2 separate regions of the Rattus norvegicus genome follow, and region 1 is linked to region 2. The links are chromatin contacts, called in public Hi-C maps. All regions are on one chromosome and are shown on one strand. The core of a region is the stretch at or near the end of the contact, and the rest is flanking DNA. Distances in the headings are between cores, read along the strand shown.

Region 1 (7,000 bases), core at 514-3,013, 360 kb after region 2:
TCCGCACCTCAGCAAAGCCTTCTACCTATGCGAACCATCCCTGTAGTGTGCCCCATAGACAGTAGAATGGTGACATCATTTACCCCCGCAGATCCAGGCTCTGCCCTCCTCAATCCTGCTTTGGGCCCTGAAATTTTGATCTCAGGAGCGGCCTCACTGCCTTCCTAGCCTCTGGTTTCCCCGGGGAATCTGACTAAGGTTTGGGAAGACATCCTGCAGCTGGATGGGAATGGGATGCCAGTCTCCTGCCCTATTGGTCTGCAGATTTCGAGCGGCTGAATCTCTTCTGCTTCTGCTAGGAGTCCCCTCAGCTCAGGTTGTAAGAGTGCAGTAGTAATGTCCCTGCCCCTCTGGCCGCAGCACAGTTCCTAGGCACTGTTCCCGGCACAGGTGACTCCTGTGATTCTGTCCTTCCTCCATTCATTGTCCCTTATTAAACTCTTCCTGGCTGAGGTGCATGATTCCTGCCTTTTATCCCGTCTGGTACACCTGACCATGTCAATCCTCTCTTATTCACGGCTTCCCTTCCCAGCGTTTGGTTGCCTACAGAAACCACAGTCTAAAACTACATGGTGGGAAATTCCAGGAATAAAGAGCTTAGTATCACTAGAGGTGGTGTGAGGAAGCTGCACCCTGTCCCCTCATCTGGGGTGTGGATCGCCCTCTGTGCAGTGTATCCCCTTGGGGAACCTGGTAGCCATGTGGGTTATCAGATCCACCACCTGTCATGGTAAGTATAATGGCTAATATTGATTATTGATTGACAGGATTTAAAGCCACCGTGGGAACACACCTCCGGAAATGTCCGGAAGGACGTTTTTCAGAAATATTTCATTAAGGAGCAAAGGCCCAGCCGGAATATGACTGAGATTCCAGACTGAACAGAGGGAGAAATCGGGCTGAACCCCAGTGTTCATCTCTCTCTCTGCTTCCTGACTGTGTGCAGTCCTGACTGTGTGCAGTCCTGACTGACTGTGTGCAGTGTGACCTGCTGCCTCAGGGCCTGTGGCTGTGACTTCCCCACTGTGATGGACTGAACCCCAGTGTTCATCTCTCTCTCTGCTTCCTGACTGTGTGCAGTCCTAACTGTGTGCAGTCCTGACTGTGACCTGCGGCTGTGACTTCCCCACTGTGACGGACTGAACCCCAGAACTGTGAGCCACCGTAAACACTCGCATTAGTCACCATCTCAGAGAGCTTGTCCCAGTCGTGAGAAAAGTACCCAACACAGTACCTCAGTGCTTGTGTCTGTGCGACCCTTACTCTGCCTACTGACAGCCCCACAGTCATACGCAGTCATGCTGTGGTTCACCTCTTGCAGCTCAAACCTGCTAAACAGGCTTTTCTGTAGGTGAGTCTGTGTGGTCAAAGACACAGCATATTTAGGGTTCGGTCTTAGAACTCACTGGTGATCCCAGAACACAAGCTCCATAGATAAGGGGACTTGTGTGTTTTTCTCCTCACGGCAACAGGTATTACCACCGGAGATAACCAGCGAATTTTGCCAAATCTAAGTGCCATTGGCTAAGACAAAGCCTCTCCAACTGCAGCCAGAAACCTCCCCACCTTCGGTCACAGATTGGAGCACACATAGCCAGTGAAAACTTAGCAGTGAAAACTATTTACGGTTTCTAGGTGCAATTGCCAAAAGCGAGCCCAAAACCAAGCACACGTGGAGTCCCGCCGGCTTACGACTGTGCTGGCTGGCGTCTCCTCTTGCGCTGGCTCTGCAGCCAGCAGGCTGACCACACACGTGAACTTTGCACACAGCTCATGCCATGGGACAGGAGCCAATGGTGCCTGAAGCAACTCTGCCCCGATCTGAGGCTGCCGTGTGCTGTGAATTATCCTGGTTTTATTTAACGTCCAAACTTTCTGCTCGTACAGTGACATAATCATTTAATTACCAAAAACAAGGACTTTGATATTTCCCTACCAGCATTCCTCGGCGTATAAGTATCAATTAGCATATCTTAGGATTGGATTGTGTTAAACAGACAGGCCTGTAAATTGCCTTGGTATGTAAATTTCCCTGTGTCTTTAATAAACGAAGAAAACCACGTGTCTATCAAAGGATTGCCCTAAAATTAATTTCTGTGTTATTTTATTAGAAGAAAACGTTTTTATCTGGGTTCCTATGAAAAGACACATAAAGATTTGTGTACACACGGAAGTCTCTGAAGAAGCCCTGAGCCTTAAGGTTGGCTTCTCACACATGCTAAGAACTACACGGACGTGAACTCCAAGCACATCACCATGGAGATACATTCCGACTTCAGATATTAGACTATGAAAACAAATTGTGGTTGGTTCTGAATTGTCTTTCTAAATCAACAAGGAGACATGATGGACGTGTTCTCTGTGCCCATCCCCCTGTCAGCTCCCTCTGGAGCCCAAGCTCTATTCTTCCCTGTTGCTTCCAGATGCTTGAAGAACGAGAAGGGATGGCCTCCAGACCTCCAGACTCCGTCAGGACTCCTGCTTATTGCGGCACACACTTGGCTTTTCCCAGCATATCCAGTCCTTCCCCAGACTGAGCCCTAGGCGGGATGGAAGAGTTCTGCCCAGCGCATAACCCTCCTGTCTCTGAAGCCTCTACCTGCCCCAGTCCAGTGTCCCAGTCAGGTGACTGATGTCCCTGCTGGGCCAAGCACTCGGGAAAGCAGGTGAAGTGAGGATCCAGGATGAAGCTCGGATGGTGTGTGCTAGCCTAGCATAGCTGAAACCCTGACTCAACCCCCAGCCCACGTAAACTGGACTTTGTGGTGCATGCCTGCAATCTTAACACTCAAGAAGTGGAAGCAGGCGGTTCAGAGGTTCAAGGTCATCCTTGGTAGTTTGAGACCCTATTAGACAGAGAAGGATAGGAAAACTCGATGCTTGTTGGGCCACCCTCACCATAAACTACTGGTGTGGAAATGTTGTTTCTTCCAGCTTGCTGCAAAAGGATTTTAAACCCGCTTCCCGGAGTTCTGTTTACAGGGAAGCTGGAGGCCTGGTGCAATCCTCATCTCCCGTCACACTTCATCGAGAGCAGGCACTCGAGAGATAACTTCCTCTCTTCCACATTCGGTGAATTGAATGGCTGGCTCCATTTCACCAGCTGTGCCGGAGTCTCCAGTCCTGCCAGTTCCCTGGGCCCCTTGGAAACCTCCGGCACCGGCTTCCAGAGAGAACAGCGACCATTGTCTCTTTTCAGTATAAAATACAATCCTGGGTAAAATAAAGTTTTTCATCAGAATAGGAAAAAACGGGAAATGCCGACCAAGAGGGGCCAACAGAACAGGAGCCAGGGGCAGGGACGGGGACTGGGAGTTGACGATGGGGATTATGGGAATGAGTTTAGAGTACAGAGGAAGATAAGGGAGCCTAAATCTGCCAGCAGAATGAAGCCGGAGCCAGAGGCACGCCACACTTTTTTTTAAGAATGTAAGGAGTGAGATCATTAAACCAGTCACCAGGGCTTCCCGGAGATAGTGGCAGTCATTTAATGAGAGGCCCAGCGTCGCACAAATCTAAATTAATTCTTTGCTTGGCTGTTCCCGAGGAAGGATGAGGAAATGTTTGCCAAAGTAAAAGATAAGTAAAATATTTTTTTTACAGAAGCAAAGCGTGCATATACATATGTGCATGTGTGTGCATGCGTGTGTGTGTGTGTGTGTGTGTGTGTGTGTGTGTGTAAGCAGAACCTGAGAGAATACAGAGAAAAGACATGGGGGAGGGGAAGACGTCAAAGGGACACTGACACGGTCTACTGATTTTTGCAGAGTTTGGATTCTTCCTCTGAGATGAATGGGGTCTCCTGTAACTCAGGCTGGCCTCAAACTCCCTACATGCTCGAGTCTGACACTGAACTCCCGATCCTCCTGCCTCTGCCTCCAGAGTGCTGGGGTTACAGCTGTGCTATCTCACCCAGTTGGTTCTGGAAGCCAGGGCTCTTGCTTGCCCAGCAGGCACCCTGCCCACTGAGCTACATCCTCAGCTCTGAGCCACTTCTTGACATCCAGCGCAGTTTCTCTGACAGACACTTTAAGAAGTAGCCTCTGCAGCCAGCCTGAGGGTCCTGCTCACTCTCCTTAGTCCTAATTCCTGCACCCCTGCTGGCAGTACGGGGTCCCCATCACTGCTCCACAGTGCGATGTTTTCCCACATCACTCCCTGCTTGCTTTTTCCCATTGAAAGCTAAGATACCCCAGGGCTGAGGTGGGACCATGGGATGAAGGCATGTGACCGGCGCTTGCTACACCACCGGTCCTTCCCTGGTTCTTCCGATGACATCTAAGAAAGCATGCTCACTTGGTGCTGACAAGTCTTTAGCAGCTCCTGAGCCTAGCATATCATCACTGTGAAGAAAGGAAGGGTGGGCTGGGCTGGGGGCGGGAAGCAGCCCTGTGTGCAGGCTCATGTTTGTGTCCAGGGCAGTGCTTCTTGACATGTGGGTTGTGAGCCCTTTGAAGTGGAATGACTCTTTTTCAGGGGTAGCCTAAGACCATCCTATATACAAGTATTTACATTACTATTCGTAAAAGTGGCCAAATGACAGTTATAAAGTAGCAGTGAGAATAATTTTATGGTGGGGGGTCACCACAACAGGAGGAACTGTATCAAAAGGTCAAAGCATCGGAGAAGTTGACAGTCACTGCTCTTGGGTAACCTTCCTTCACAGCAGGACATGCTGCTGCCTCCCCCCACCCCTTCCAACTTTCCACATCCCCAACGCCTTCACCTTCCCGCCCTCACATCCCCACCCTCACATCCCCACCCCCTCCTACATCCCCACTCCAGCTTGCTCAGAGGACAGTTTCCTTTTGAATGGAGGAGGCTCAGTGCGTGTTCATTTAAAGAAGACTAGAACGCAAATCAGGAGTATCATAGGCAGCTTCAGCTGTCACCATGACACAAACCTAGAGCCACCTGGGAAGAGGGAAACTCAACTGAAGACCCGCCCAGATCAGATTGGCCTCTGAGACATTTTCTTAATTGTTAATTGATGTAGAAGGAGCCAGCCCACTGTGGGAGGTGCCATCCCTAGGCAGTGAGGAGGGGGAGCTTTCTAAGAAGGGTAACTGAGCAAGCCAGTTAAACAGTGCTCTTCCATGGTCTCTGCTTCAATTCCCGCCTCCAGGTTCCTCCCCTGCATGAGTTCCTATCCCAACCTCGCTCTGTGATTGATGGTCTGTTACCTAGAAGTGTAAGGTGAAAAAAAAAAAACAAAAAAACAAACAAACAAAAAAAAAACTTTCCTCTCCAGGTTGCTCTCAGTAATGGTGTTTATCACAACAAAAAAATCATCAGGCTGAGCTGAGCAGGGGAGGAGAGCATGGGCCCCAACTACCTCTCTGACCACCAAGTCTCGTCTCCTGAAGGGACTTCAGCAGCTTTGGCTGTAAAATGGGAAGACAGACCCTGGTCATGAGCCCAGGGACATAATAAGGTGGGAGTCTGGAAGGCTAATGTCTAAGTCCCAGCACAGAGCCACCAGCCAGGAACTGTCTCAGGAAGGTTGCAGTAGAGAGATAAAGAGAAATCTCACCTTTAAACCAGGTGCAGGCTTCTCAGAGAAGTGAACTTTTGCAGCCCGAGGGGGAAATTTTTACCTCAAGAAGCCACTGGGCTTAGAACATGTGGCCCCAAATTGAAATAAATCCAGGAAGCCATGGCTATCCTGAGGACTGGGATAAGGAGGTAAAGTCTGAACGATACCCGGTGAAGGATGAGGTTGCTAAGCAACACATCCTGATACTAGAGTTGGCAGAAATGACCTGGGAACCAGGGCATCTGTAAAATCTCACTCCTGTGCTGCTTCAGGGTCACCTGAAGGCAGGCGCACCTCAGCCACCTTGGGGGAGCAATCTAGGATGGATCCTTTCCCACTGCGAGGATGGACTCAATGTCCTGCAGACCAGCCCTCACTTACTGGATCTTGGGTCCTCCTATGGCAGAACTGTGTGGGGCCTGAATGGTTGTACTGTAAGAACCCCAGGCACAACCAAATGACGCTGGTCCCCGGCCCCAGGGATAAACAGACAGGGGTTGTCCCCTGATCCTATGAGGTTTTGAGTTAGATTCTAGCCAATGGCTGACTTCCCCACCATCAGCTGCATGAACTTTGTCAACCTGAAACCTCATTTCTTCAGCTGTTCCCACCGATTCGAATGTAGCACAAAGCAAGCCACAGTTGTGTAGAATCTCGACATGGAGTAAATATTTACCTTGTATAAGGCATAGTTCTGGGCTTTCAAGACATGACCACAAAATCCAAAATACTTAGCAAGGCAAAAAGTTTTACTTCCCTGGAGGGTTTCTAGCCCTGCGGCTTTAAGCGAGCAAGCGTGCTAACAAAAGGGTCCGGTGCCTCACTCTGAGTGGTCAGAACTCAGCTTACATTCTCCCATGATTGGCTAACGCGGAGCAGAGCGGTTTCTAGGGAGAGTTGAACCGAGCATATGTTTTGATTTCAAAAAGCGCTGACCATGGAGGAATTGAATTTCTGCCCAGTGGCTTCTTCACAGTTTTTAGGGAGTTTTGTCTCATTTAAGCCTTCGATAGAAAAGATAGCACGTTTTGTTTACACTTCCCATACTTTAAAATATGCTCCCTTGTAGCCCGTGACTTCTCCCTGAACCCTGTGTGAAGCAGCTCTTTGCTGGAACTTCTCCAATACTTGGGCCAAAAATTGCCTTGGTCCATAGAGTTGAGTTTTTCTGCAATTTAACTAAAGAAAGAGTCCCGAGTTATAAGACCAGCTGTGGCAGACCAGTCCCCCCCACCTCCACACCCCCACCCCCAAACCAACAACTAAGAAAACTGAGCGACTTTCTAGGTTCTCAACCTGCCGTGCCTGACCTTTCCGGCCAATGAACACAGCAAAAAGTCAATGCTCATACCTGATTGGGCCACAAGGCATCCTGGGAAATGTAGTCTTTATTTCAAGCTACTAGGCCACCACTATGGGGAAAGAGGCAGTCTCTGAGGAGAGCTCACACCCTGGGCCGAGTGA
Region 2 (6,235 bases), core at 3,548-6,047:
CCTGCTCTTGGGGCCTTGCCCCTTTGGAGGACCAGTTTCTCTCTTGCTGGGCTAGGCCCTCAGGCAGCACCTGGCTCTTGTCAAGTGCTCACTAGTGACAAGAGGTCATCTGATCTGTGCTGTACTTGGACCCATGCTGTACTGGGAACCATGCAGAACGTGAGCCCTTGTGGTATTGGCCCTACGTGGGATCATGTGGTAACAGGACCTTCACAATACCAAGAAGGCTGGCCTGTAAGAGGCAAGGGAGCTTTCGGCTCATCTACATACCGTCTTCTGCTGCCATTACCAGAAGCAGACAAGGCTCTCTTCCCAAGCCTTTTGCTGACTTGAACGTGTGCGGGGTGCCTGCTCTCTCCATGGGACTTAGACAAACACTTCAGGATGATTTTTGCAGTGGAGGGCCAGGTAAACTCAGCCCTTGGAAAGCCGTGGATCAAAGCCAAGCTGCAGCTTTATCCCCTGAAGCAGCTAAGATAGGCTCTGCTTCCCAAGCACCCTGCAGAAAGGGGAGGGTGATTCTCACCTCAGCCAGGATGCTGACAGGACCTTCTGACCATGGCTGCCCATGCAGGTGGCTCCTTGCTTCCCAAATGGCCAGGCTTACCTGTTCCAGGGGACCTCCTATCTGTGGGGACCAAGCAGTCCTCTCTCCTCACTCAGATCGTAAGTGTAACTTACTACCTCAGTCCGTGCACGGGTCAGTGGTCTCATGGGAGGGCGTCTGGGGGCTTAGGGACTGTTACTGCAAAGAGGCTTGCTTCTGCTTTTTGGGCTGTGGCCACAGGGGTGAGAGGGCAGCCACACTGTGGTCCCGCCTGGGCATCTCCGTAATGACAATGATCCAGGTTTGCCTGGGACAGATGCTAATAATCTCACTGTGGTCCAGGGACTCAGGGAAGGGAGTGAGGACCTACCCCCGGCACTTGTTGGATGAGAACACAGAGGCACAGAACGGTTGAGTCACATGCCCCCATGTCATTGCTGGGCAGGTGGCCAGACAGACCGGCTGTCTTAAACACCCAGGCTGGGGCTGCCAGAGACGGCAGCTTTAGTTCTGAGGAAGACACAGAGTGAAGTAGAGAAGCAGAGCGGAGACGGAAGAATGGCGTCTGTGGCAAGTGCTGAGCCCCTGATCCCGTGGTGTACGATGCCAGGGCTGTCTCAGGATTTGGGGCCCTGCGAGAGGCGTCGGGCATTTTTTCCTTGGCCTCCCAGTGATTTCAGAGCCTCTCTTTCAATGGCTTGCAAGAGAAAGGGGCCTGATTGCAGCCCGTCTAAGAAAACAACCCTACCCCACATTCCATCTGCAACTGCACTCGGCAGCTGCCAGCAGATGTGGGTAATACGGTCCTGGCTTCCCGCCCATGAGCTGCAGGGTCTGTAACCCCATCGCCCAACTGCAGCCAGCCACTGCCTCTTCCCCTCTAGGCTCCAAGTGAGGTCTAGTTCCCTAGCAACCACCCCAATTAGGCAATCACGCCATTTATCAGGATGCCAATTAATTATAATGGTCTTCATGATCTCCCAATTAGATAGCGCCTGGAAGCCGGCTGGATCATGGGCATCTGCCGGGGTCCCCACCAGGCCAGCCCCCCTGCAACCAGACTGTCCTAGCCTGCAGGTCACTGTGGAGAGGCTCGCCTTCCTGTCCTCCGACACACCGCCCAGCCTGGGATACCTTCTGAGGCCAGTCCACCAGCAGCCACAAGAGGGTCTCACTCCTACCGTGTCCTATGTCTGCTTTTGAAGAGCCAAAAGCCTCATCTCTGCGTGGTCTTCATCGATCACATTTGAGAGAACCTTTGCATCTAGACTAGGGGAGGAGATGGAATCCCCGGGAAGAAGAGAAGGGAGGGAAAAAAAAGAGGGGGAAAAAAAACCCCAGCCAAAACAAAAACAACCTAAAAGCAAAAACAAAACAAAATACACCACCCCTAAAAACAAAAAAACCCAAACAACCAGAGAAAACAACAACATCAACAACACAGTACGAACCAGAGCACCTCCCCACTCCTTGCCCAAGCCAGTAGCAGAGGTTCTTGGGGAAAGAAAAGGACTCAGAGAGGCTTCTAAATAACCAGCTTTACTATTGCACTAGTCAGGTTTTCTTGTCCCTCGCACTAAGAAAACAAACTCTGGGAGGAAGAGCAACCTAGTGGTTCAGAGTGGACCTGGAGCGTGAGGAATGTGCCACGGATTTTGTGTGGACACGTGACTTACTAGGTCTAAAGGCCTGGCTCAAACACTTCCTGCCTCTTATCTTTGAGGTGAAGGGGGAAACGTCTTTGAACTGGTCAGAAAGGCAGGAAGGGCCTCTGGTCTTCAGAGAGGGCAGAGTCTAAGAAAAGATAATGGCTTCGTGATAATCCCCCCCCCCCCAGGGCCACATACCTAGGGGCCAGAAGCCACCAAACTCAGACGACAGAGAGGCAATCAGCTCACAAGTGAAAAGGCATTTGGAACATCGAGTGCGAAATTGAATATGGGATGGGGTCCTTGAATGAGGCTCGTGTGGGCCAGAGGGACACACACAGGCACACAGGCTAGGCAAGGGTGCCCGTAGATCGTCCCTCGAGGCCAGCCTTGACTCAACAAACCATCCTTCCAACCTTAAGTCTGAAAAGCTAACATGTTATTAAGGTTTCAGAAAATGCCATAACTTCAAATAAAATAATAAAATAATAATAATAATAATAAACCCTCAAGAGGGTTACACAAAGTCCAAAGCCACACACTACCCTCTGCCAGGGCAGGGACGGCAAGTCCAACATTCCATTGGCCAAGCTAACACCATCCTCAGTAAACTGCTGATTTCAACACTAAACCACAGAGAAACAGGTTGTTTTGATTTCCCTGGGGACCAGCCAGGCTGGGTGGAGAATCTTGGGGGAGGGGTCTTCAGGGAGCTCCCGCTCCTTTCAATCACTGGTTGTATCTTAGTTGATCCCCTTTGGGTAAGGAGCCGGAGCGGGTCACCACTAACTGCGAGGTGAACAGAATCCAGGGTGTCCCCGGGGAAATCCAATGTCACCCGCTCTCTGTCACCTCCAGAGTAGCCTGGGGGTGCACCGTGGGAAAGAAGCGGGGACAGATGGAGAAGGGAGAGAGGGCGGGCGTCCCCATAGACACAGCAAATATCCAGATTCAAACGTAAGCTGAATGTAATTACTTGGTTAATTAAATATTGACTTTTAACTCAAAAAGTGATTAAAACAAGCTTCAGGAGAGCCAGTCCTGAAGGGGTGGGGCCACTCAGAACTTTCAGGAAGTGGGGAGGGGGCGGGGGTCACCACAGCCACGCTCTGTGTCGAGCATCCTACAGTGTAGGGAGACAAGGCTCTCAGGGTCCCCTCCAGGCAGAGGCCACTAAGCAGACCCTTGGCCCGTGGGAGGCTCCCTCCATCTACCCAGTTTGAGCCTCCTCTCGCCACCAGCCGCCCTCGCAGAGACTAACACGGCCGTCCACCCTTCCCTGGGTGACAATCCGTGCCTGGCACGCGCAGAGCGCCACAAATGCTTGTGGAATGAATGAATGAGCTACTACTCTAAACGAAGTCACAGTCCCCGCTGCAGCGTCCCCTCCGGGCTTCTGAAGCCCGCGGCGGACGCAGGTCTGCAGGGCGACGGGTTCTGACCTGGCGCGGGAGAAGTTTTCCGATTTCATTTGTCCTCTGTTCTGCGAGTTCCTAGTCCCTGCTTGCTCGGGTCCTGCCCGGACAAGCCACACGTGGTCTGGCTTCTAGCTGGCTCTCTGGGTCTAAACCCCAAGGGGTCAACCGGGCCATGCTCCTGCAGCCCGCGGGTCCAGGCGCCCTTCCCCGGGAATTACCGGGGCGCCGGAAGTCCTCCCCTAGCCGCCCAGCCTTGCAGACGGGGTCAAATCGGTCAGCCCCTCTGAGGCCGGCCGGTGCCGAAGCCTCCGGGTACTACCTTCCCGGAGCCGGGCAGCGGGGACCGGTTGGGCTCACCTGAGCCGTGCTCGCCCTGGAATCCCTGATCCCGGCCCGGCCCCGCGCCCCGCTCACCGCGCAGCCCCCGCGGCCTCACCGCGCCTCTGCCGCAGCCGGGCCGGGCCGTGGGGCGTAGGGGACTCTGCCTTGCCGCTGCTCCAGCCGCCGCCGCGGCATCCCGGCTTCTACTCCGCCTCGCCCGCCCCGGCCTCCGCGCGCGCCAGGACCTAGGATCTGGCTGCCTCCCGCCCCGCCGGGGACCCGGCGATTCAGCCATCGCTCCTCACCTCTGCCTTCGCAGCCGCCCGGCGCCCCGGCCCGAAGTCCCGGCGGCTCCCGGCCTGCTGCCTGCCGAGCCGGTGGCCGGCCGCGCTCCCGCCGCCGAGCGCGCACCCTCGCGGGCCTGGGGCGCACTCACCCGCACCCGCTCCCGCTCGCCCTGGGCGCGGAGTTGTGGCTGATGTGCGCTGAGCAGGGAGCTGCCGGCGAGCCGGGACCGCGCGTGCGTGTGTGCGCGCGTGTGTGCCACTCGGACCGGGGGCGCATCTCTTAGTCCACCAAACACCGGCGCGAAGTCGCGAGGGCCATGGATCAGGTCCCCCGGGCTGGCGCGCAGAGAATCCAGCCTCTTTCCGCTTTTTGGTCCTCCTCCCTCCCAGCAGCGAGGAGCCAAGTGTTCCCTGAGGCGTGCGACAGCCCCGGCCCGGCGCTGCCCCTCGTAATGACACGTTAATAAATGTTTTCTTTTATCCGCTTTCACAGGGGCTCGCCCTGGTTTGCAAACACCCGGCAGCCTTTGCTGAAAGCCCCGCGCTCGCCTCTAAACACACACGCACACACTTGCCATTGGAGACGCCGGCTCGGGCCGATCCCCAAGCTAGATCGCGGGAGGAACTGCCCACGCGCCCGGGACCTTCCCACGCGCCTCCGAAGCTCTCTGAGAAATTAACTTGAGCTCAAGCGAAAGCAGAAGCGTTGCCCAGACGTGGGCCGGGAATGGGAAAGAAAGGGGAGGCCGGTTCCCTTGGTAAAGGGAGAACTCGACTCCAGGTGGTGCTGTCTGCGCGGTTTCTGCCGTCCCCGAAGCCACCAGAGGCTTGAGGGGGCCCTGGTTGTCAGGGGTGGGTGAAGAGCCTCCACAGAGCCCACCAGTAGCTTCAGAAAGTACAGATGATGTGCTGGGACCCTGAGGTGGAACAGCGCTGGCCGCGGATGAGAACGTAACCCTGAAAGTCCTCCATGGTGTTTCTCCATTTATAGATATTGAAATCAAGACAGATCGGTTAAGTTATTGGCCCAAGGTCAGACAGTGGAGTCAGGATCTGCACCCGAGAAGCTGAGCTCCGGGGGTTATCTGAACCCCGTAGGCTGTGCTTGTTTTCAAGACCCTCCTTTCCCTGGTGGGATTTTTCTAGTTTCCTGATGGATAAGCGTTGTCAAATTCTCTAAGTAAGAATAACAGGACACCCATGGAGATGTACTAAAATCGCGTCTTTGCTGTTTATCTAAAATTCAAACGGATTGTCTTGACTGGGTTGGGGGCTCTAGACTCCGCCCATACTGTCTTTGTACTAATCCTGAACTTGCTTTTCTAAGCCAGGGGCAAGCCCTGCCTCTGGCCTGTGTGCAGTTGTAGCCTGAAGTGTTCACTTTCACGCCCCCCTCCCCCAAAGGCATTCCCCCTTTCTTCAGTCTTATCACTGCAAGAGAAGGGTCCGAGCTGCCTGCTGCATTGCTCAATGGATCATGGGTTAAGTGGCTTCCATAATTGAGATTTCGAGAGTTGCATTAGAAAGTATAAACAAACAAACAAACAAACAAACAAATGTAGTGTGGTGGTGCACCCCTGCAATCCCTGCTCTTGGGAGGCAAAGGCAAGAAAGTCAAAATAACAAGGCCACCCTTATCTACACAGGAAATCTAAGACCAGCTGGAGGTCCAGGAGACCCTATTTAAACAAACAAACAAACAAAAGGAAAAAAACCTTAGAAAATAAACGAATAAACCAGGTAGAAAAGCAGGCGTAATCAGTGTTGACATCCCAAACATTTGTTTGACTATTTATCTTGCTATAGTCAACTCAGACAGTATTATGGTGGTCCCAGCACTGGGAAGGCTGAGGCAGGAGAATCACCCGAAGTCAAACTTGGTATATTGTGATACTGTCTCAGAGGCACACAAAGCAACAAGGAAGAATACATGTGATCTTTTTGTATCCTTTTCTTTTTCTGCAACATGTTAATTTTACATGTTTTACTCATCCTGGCTTGGAGTTCTCCCAA

The links. Hi-C and Micro-C count contacts between places; a contact is called where the count stands out from the background.
Region 1: a Hi-C map of liver shows a contact between it and region 2, with 7 times the contacts expected there. The contact joins the enhancer-like site here to the promoter of Sulf2 in region 2. A contact is called at or near these places in 2 of 12 Hi-C or Micro-C datasets (frontal cortex and liver) and 1 of 1 datasets of contacts at active chromatin or transcription factors (oligodendrocytes).

What each region holds. Positions count from the first base shown.
Region 1 is chr3:175,679,423-175,686,422 of GRCr8, forward strand. No RefSeq gene overlaps it. Among named protein-coding and RNA genes, the nearest start is that of Rnu6-760, 180 kb to the right of the region's middle. Within about 2 kb of position 1,764, at least 14 of the 93 cell types and tissues checked have an H3K27ac peak or open chromatin away from gene starts, as enhancers often do. A contact at or near this core is called in liver, where this site is marked.
Region 2 is chr3:175,318,854-175,325,088 of GRCr8, forward strand. It overlaps Sulf2 (sulfatase 2), which reads right to left and starts at 4,798. Exons shown (of 21, transcript NM_001034927.1): 1 at 4,241-4,798. LOC134486206 (a long non-coding RNA gene) reads left to right here. Exons shown (of 2, transcript XR_010065048.1): 2 at 1-1,140.